2 separate regions of the Mus musculus genome follow, and region 1 is linked to region 2. The links are chromatin contacts, called in public HiChIP or PLAC-seq maps. All regions are on one chromosome and are shown on one strand. The core of a region is the stretch at or near the end of the contact, and the rest is flanking DNA. Distances in the headings are between cores, read along the strand shown. Region 1 overlaps Shroom3 (shroom family member 3). Region 2 overlaps Shroom3 (shroom family member 3).

Evidence for each region. HiChIP or PLAC-seq counts read pairs in DNA pulled down with a chosen protein or histone mark.
Region 1: a contact with region 2 is called in an H3K27ac HiChIP or PLAC-seq map of embryonic stem cells, with 5 read pairs. The contact joins two enhancer-like sites. A contact is called at or near these places in 2 of 39 promoter capture datasets (embryonic stem cells and neural stem cells), 1 of 15 datasets of contacts at CTCF or cohesin (the NIH/3T3 cell line), 11 of 484 Hi-C or Micro-C datasets (cortical neurons, cumulus cells, embryonic fibroblasts and 3 more), 6 of 115 datasets of contacts at active chromatin or transcription factors (cardiomyocytes, embryonic stem cells, epiblast stem cells and 3 more) and 4 of 9 other capture datasets (adipose tissue, embryonic stem cells, liver and 1 more).

What each region holds. Positions count from the first base shown.
Region 1 is chr5:92,917,568-92,920,592 of GRCm38.p6, forward strand. Shroom3 (shroom family member 3) reads left to right here. Exons shown (of 11, transcript NM_015756.2): 3 at 2,078-2,209. Among named protein-coding and RNA genes, the nearest start is that of Gm36764, 90 kb to the right of the region's middle. Within about 2 kb of position 1,509, at least 24 of the 459 cell types and tissues checked have an H3K27ac peak or open chromatin away from gene starts, as enhancers often do. A contact at or near this core is called in embryonic stem cells, where this site is marked.
Region 2 is chr5:92,811,011-92,814,483 of GRCm38.p6, forward strand. The region is part of intron 2 of Shroom3 (shroom family member 3); the gene reads left to right. Among named protein-coding and RNA genes, the nearest start is that of Mir1961, 24 kb to the left of the region's middle. Within about 2 kb of position 2,076, at least 87 of the 459 cell types and tissues checked have an H3K27ac peak or open chromatin away from gene starts, as enhancers often do. A contact at or near this core is called in embryonic stem cells, where this site is marked.

The sequences.
Region 1 (3,025 bases), core at 259-2,758, 110 kb after region 2:
GAGGGCCTCAGCCCAGAGTTTTCTCGCCCAGTGCTACTCTCAATGTCATAAGTGAGATAATCTCAACCAAGCCCTAAACTTCAAATTTAGAATTACCCTGAACATATAGAAGGAGGTTGGGCTGCATAGATATAACTAAGTATAGCTATATCCTTTTTTTTTTTCCTTCCGTTACTGTCACTAAATACCCGAGGCAGGCTAGTTTGGTAAGGAGAAAAAGAGTTTATTAAACCCACAGTTCAGGAGGTTGATTGTCCCAATGGGGCAGGCTTCTTGGCTTGGTTTCTGTCTAGAGCCCTCAAGGCAGTACCGTGTCCCGTCAGATTGCATCGTGGCTGGGAGCACAGATCTAGAGCAAAACAGGAAGGTAGATAATGATTGAGGGCCAAGTTCATCTGTGTCACAGCCCACTTTCCAAGGGCAGGGCTATGAATCCCCTCCCACCCCCAAGTGATACCACCTCTTAAAGGTCCTGCCGCTCTACAGGGCCCTTGAGTCCTTGGGAGGCACCTTTAGGACCTATCCAGGCCACGACTAAGGAAATGGAAACACTACACCATAAGACTAGAAAATCCTAGGCAAGCCCAGCGAGCCCCAGAGTTACCTCCTCAGTACTCTTGGGTAAAAAGAGCGTTTTTATTTGTCTTAGGGTTTGAGAAAGAACGGTCTTTGACTTCATCCTGTGTTCTGAGAAACAGGAGGCCAGATGGACAGGTTTAATCCTGACAGCAGCTCCATAATCCTCCCCTTCCGGCCAGGGCATATGCAGAGGCCGAGTGGCCTCACTGTGCCTCTCATAGGTCAGCTGGACCCCAGACGCTTAGAAAAACCCTTGAAGACACACTGCAAATACCACTGGGAGGGTGACAAAATCCACTCGTGGGGGAGGGGTGGCAAGATGGCTCAGAGGGTTAAGCGCTTGCTGCCCAAGCCCGACAACCTGAGTTTGGTCCCAGGAATCAATGCAAAAGGCCAGAGGCAGGGGTGCGCACGCTTGTAACCCCATCACTCCTGTGTGATGGGAGAGCCATCTGGGCTAGCTACCCCAGAACACAAGGCAGAGCAGAATGGCACAGCACGGAGACTGCAGCGGCCGGGTTGAGGGGGAGAGCTGGCTCCCCAAAGTTGTCCTTTGACCTATGGGTGTGCCATGACACACACACACCCTTATTCATGTTTATACACCACACAATAATACTATAAAATAAAACCTTAAAACCACTTCAGAGCTCCAAGCAGGGCCAGTGTGATAAAGGGACAACTTCGAGGGTGTTTGGAAATCCTGGCCCCGGGCTTCTCCTGAGGAGAAATATGCCCTTTCCCATGGCAGCGGGCACTGACAATGGGGGGCTTAAACCTTTTCTCTGACTCCCCGGAGTGTGGAAGGGAGGAGTTGTAGGGACGGCATTTGTGCCTGCTGGCAGGAGGCTGGATTGGAATGGGTGCACAAAAGGCCTTCCAACACGATAGAATCCAAACAATCTGAGATAGCGGAAGCCCAAGAATTGCTGTGGGCGCCCCGTGGGTTCCTCCGGAGCTGCCATTCACTGAGCAGCCCAGGGGCTGCTGCTCTTGAAGACTACACCCCTCACACTGAAGCTGAGAAACAGAGACCATGACCTGGTTTCAGGGAAACAGTGTAACAGCTTGGATCCGTGAGTTCAGTTTCCAGAGACCTAGCAGTTAATGTGGCTGAGAGATGGCTCAACCGTAGAGCATTTGTCCAGCATTCACAGAGCCCTGGCTTCAACCTTGAGGACTGCAGTCTGAAGTTCTGGGGGCCTCAAACATGCTAGGTGTGTGTTCTACCTCTGGACTACATCTGAAATCCTAGGATTGCAAAACATAATAGATAGAGATATGATGTATAAAGAGATCTACTTAATTAGCCACAAAACTATAGGCAGTCAGGGTAGACGCCCTCTGTCGATTTGCTGTCTTTAGGAGAGAGGCTGGGTGGCTAAGCTGCTTGCTCGGGCTCCAGTCCGCGTTTGTGTGCTTTCCAGTGAGACTCACTCTCGCTCCCTGATATAAAGCCCCGTCGCGCTCAGCTGTTGGCTTTCTTGTTTTTCCACAGAGACGTGTGTGCGGCCCCGGGCCATGCTGATCCTGGTACCTCTAAGTCCCTCAGCTCAGAGCTGCTCACCTGCAGTCCCCAGCACCGGAAAGCAACATGGTCAGGAGGGGTGAAGCTTCGGCTAAAGCAGAGGTAGGAGCCTTGGAGGTGTGGAAAAGACTGGCCCACCCTCGGGAGAGGGCACTGGGGCAAAGATGTTAAAGTCCGGGGCTGGTGGGAGAGGGAAGGGGCTCAACGAGGAGGTCACATAAGTTAAAGTTCAGAAGGATGTTGAAGTTATGTCTGGTTCTTTCTCCCAGCTCCAGGCTCCCAGACATAAGACTCAGGCTCAAAATATATTTATAAATACCTTGGCCATATAGCCAGGCTCTACTCTGACTATATCATGGCTGAAATATCCCATTCATTTTAACCTGCATTCTGCCATGTGGCTGGTACCTGTGCTCAGGTATCATGCGTCCATCTCCTCACATCTTCCCGCCTTCTGTTTCCTACCTGAGCCATAGACCACAGGCTTTTTCATTGACAAATGATGCATCTCTATAATACACAAGATAGTCTTTCTACAAATGGAATCTTGTTTGTTTTAGGCCCGATAGTGAGCCCATAGTCTTGAAACATAATAGCAAGTGCTCTACCACTGTGCTATTAGGCACTAAACTTTTGAATTTTGGACTGGTAAAGTGGCATCTGCCTTTAATCCCAGTACTCGGGAAGGCAGAGGCAGGTGACTCTCTTTAAGAGTTGAAGGCTAGCCTGGTCTACATAGCGAGTTGTAGGTAAGCCAGAAAGGATTACATAGTAAGACCCTGTCTTTAAAGAGAGAGAGGGAAGGAGGGAGGGAGGGAGGGAGAGAAGTTGGATCTGTGGAACCTAGATTTGTATGTTTTGATTTTTCCATGTTTAAGATATACAAATATACTTTAAACTGTTATGTTTTATGTAATA
Region 2 (3,473 bases), core at 826-3,325:
TTCAAACTGTGCTTAGAAAGTCCCTGTACATTTGTGCCGAGTAGGAGGGCACCAGAAATATATAACTGAACGCAATCAGTAGAGTAACTGGGGTGGACACATAGCGACTTCATTCCAAGAACAGTATCTTTAGAGAGCTAGATTGGGGGTGTGTGGGGATTAAGTATCTAAATTTATTGTTTCCCCGGAGACAACCATTTTTAAAAGTCTCCTTCCTGGAGCTGTGGAATGCCTGCTCACTCCCTCCTTGGCTGTGTGGTGCTGTGGACAGCACACAATGGAGCTCAATAGAACTGCCCAGCCCCCTCCCCACATGGTGCGCCCCACTGGCTGGCTTGAAAGGTTCAGCCCTATGAACAGAAGGCTACAGCTGGCAGATACTTCCTCTTAAACCACTTTCCTCTGCCTCTGCCGCGGTGCCTGCTCGTTGAGAGCAAGGGAGGCCCAGGAGTTCAGCTGAATAGCTGGCCAGAGTCCTCTGCGTGATTCAGCCAAGGCATCTGATAGGTAAACTGAGGTTCAGCCAGCCTGGACATAGCACCCCCCCACCCCCCCCCCACCCCCCCCCCCCCGCACACACACACACACACACCTGGACTTGATTAAAATGTCACCGACTGGCATCTGATTAGACCAAATCTTTCTAAGGCATGCTTTTATAAACAAACAAACAAACAAACAGACCACACAATAATTCAAATGGTTCTATTCTGGGATAGTTGGGAAATTGTCATCTCAGATGGGAGATTTTGGAAGGCAAAAGACCTAAGTAAGATGGACAGACTGGATTCTGGGGTGAAAGCCAAAGCCAAGGCGGCTGTGCATCTATGGCAAATCCACTAACCCCACAGACAGGAGAGCTCCCCCTCCCTCCCTTCCCCAGCCAGATGCACAGAAGGAAACTGGGACTTGGCTCTGCGGTCCCTGCATGGTCAGGTGAGCCCTGGCGACAGGCTCCAAGGACAACTTTGCTTTTGCACTGCAGGCCAAGAAAACTCTGGGATGGAATGTAAATGAACTCCACCCGAGAAGCTATGGCTTGCTTTGTTTTTTATTTTTTACTGGGTCCCAAAACTTCAGCATGAGCGTGAGCAGTACAGCTCGCCACCTGGGACTGTGAAGCCTTCGGGTCAGCACTGGGAGACAGCCACACAGGTGGTGGGCTCAGGAGCTGGACGCCAAGGGGAGGCGAGCAGCCAGCTTCTGCCCTTATCTTTTGCTTCTTGGTAGCTGAGGGTTTAGTGACCTTACTTTTAGGCCACAATTTCTCAGTTGCTCATTAATCACGCCTCACTGACTTCTTCATCTGATAGCAGGTAGGTCAGGATCATTATCCAACTTTGGAAGACAGAGAAAGGGACAAAGCAGAGTGATTTGTTCAGTTATGATAACAAGGTGGAATAAAACAAACCAGCCACTTCTCTTCCTCATGTAGCCCAAGTTGCCTCCAAACTTATTAAGTGGCTGAAGATGACATTGAACTTGCCTCTGAAAGTAGAGATAACAGGCCTGGGTCCTGGCGCGCTCTCTCTCTCTCTCTCTCTCTCTCTTTCTCTCTCTCTCCCTCCCTCCCTCCTTCCTCCCTTTCCTCTCTCTCTCAACCTCTCTCTCCTTCCTTTCTTCCTTTCCTTTCTCTCTCTTTCTCACTCTCTCTCCTTCCTTTCCTTTCATTTCTCTCTCCTTCCTTCCTTCCTTCCCTCTCTCTCTTTTCTTTTCTTTCTTAAAAACAAAATTAGAAATTCTTCAACTTTTCTCTCCCCTAGCCCTTCTGTCCTGGCACTAAATCTGCTTCCATAAGAAGAGTACCGGTGTCCTGGTGTGAGGCAAAGCTTAAAGACAAATGATCGGTTACACTGGGGTGTGTCCTTGGGTGTATACACAGGTGTGCCCACCTGGAGCCACATCTAAGTGAGGTGACACCCTTCCCCCCAGCCCCCCCCCCCCAAAACATATGATCCTGTCATTTATAACAAATTTCCACCCGGGTCCCTTGACCAGAGAGGCCAACAGAGGAGCTGCGGGAGAGCCAGTCTGAAGGAGGCCTGGGGTGCTGTCTCTGAAGGTATGCCAGGAATGTTAATGGTATGCCTGAGTGGCGGGCTTCAGAGATCCGGCTTGGCCTGAGAACTGTTCTTGCGGCCATCTGTTGTGGCCTAGAAGTCTCATAGCAACGGTGGTGTCTCAAGAATGGAGCCCCCCCTCTTTGTAAATTAAAATTAACTAACACAAAACCCAAAATTGCTCCACTGCCCAAGAAGAATCAGGACAGGATTCAGATTCTTTCTGCAGAATGATGAGCGTTTCAGGAAGAAAAGCCCCCGCATCCTTAAATTCTGTTCTTTAAATGAGCAATTTGTACTTGCTTTTGAGGTCTTCATTTTTCCTCCCCAGGGGCAGAATGCTTTGCTTTTTTTTTTTTTAAGAAGGAAGTTTAAAACTAGTTGCTCGAAGCTGTGAGCAAAATAATTGGCAAAACTAAAAATATTGTTTGATTAAAAAAAAATGGTCAGAGTGTTGTGATTTCCTGGCATTTGTTGTTCTTCATAACCCAGTCAGCAGCTGAATGCCTCCCCACCCGCTTTGTAACAATATGAGCTTCTTAGCCTGGCCCTTTAATAGATGAAATGAACTTCAACAGATTAATTGTATTGTGACAGTATATGTGCCCAAGGAGGGAATTTCTTGAATCCGGGCAACTGTGGACCTCAGAAGGGAAAGAAGTAGTGGTTGCAGTTTAACATGTGCGCTGTCTCTGCTTTTGTCTCACTAGGGAAACCACTTTCAGGCCAATGTGTCAGATATCTGTAACTGGAGTTACAGACAGTTGTGAGCTGCCGTGTGGGTGCTGGGAATTGAACCCAGGTCCTCTGGAAGAGAGCAGCTAGTGCTCTTAACCACTGAGCCATCTCTCCAGCTCTCTGAGTATACACGTTTTTGAACACAGGGACATGTGCATCACTAAGTTGACTCCTGAAGTATGTTTATTCAGGTTCAGTGTCCACCCCTGATGGTTTAGGGCAGTCCCACTAAATCCCACGAAAAGGCACTGGCTGAGTTTTGTTTTCTGGAATGTAGGTTTCTAACGAAGGCAGGTTCTCTGTGAAAGGCATGTTCCCTTGCCTACTCTGGCCCTTCTCTCTTGTGTAAAATTTAAGCAGCGAATATTTATGGAGCGACGCGACTGCCACGTGTCCCGTTGTCTTTCTGTCTACTGGATTTAGAGTTGTGAGCACAAGTGACCATTCTGGTCAAGGATCACAGATAATGAACAACAACAACAACAACAACCATTCAGTTGTGCTGATGGGTTTGAAAGTAGTCATTTCTGCAGGGAAACAGAAGCAAAAATAGAACATATATATTCTATTCTCAAGCAAATGCTTGAGAACTTGGCTTATAAGATTTTTTTTTTAAGATTTATTTATTTATTTTTATGAATGGATGAGTACACTGTAACTGTCTTCAGACACACC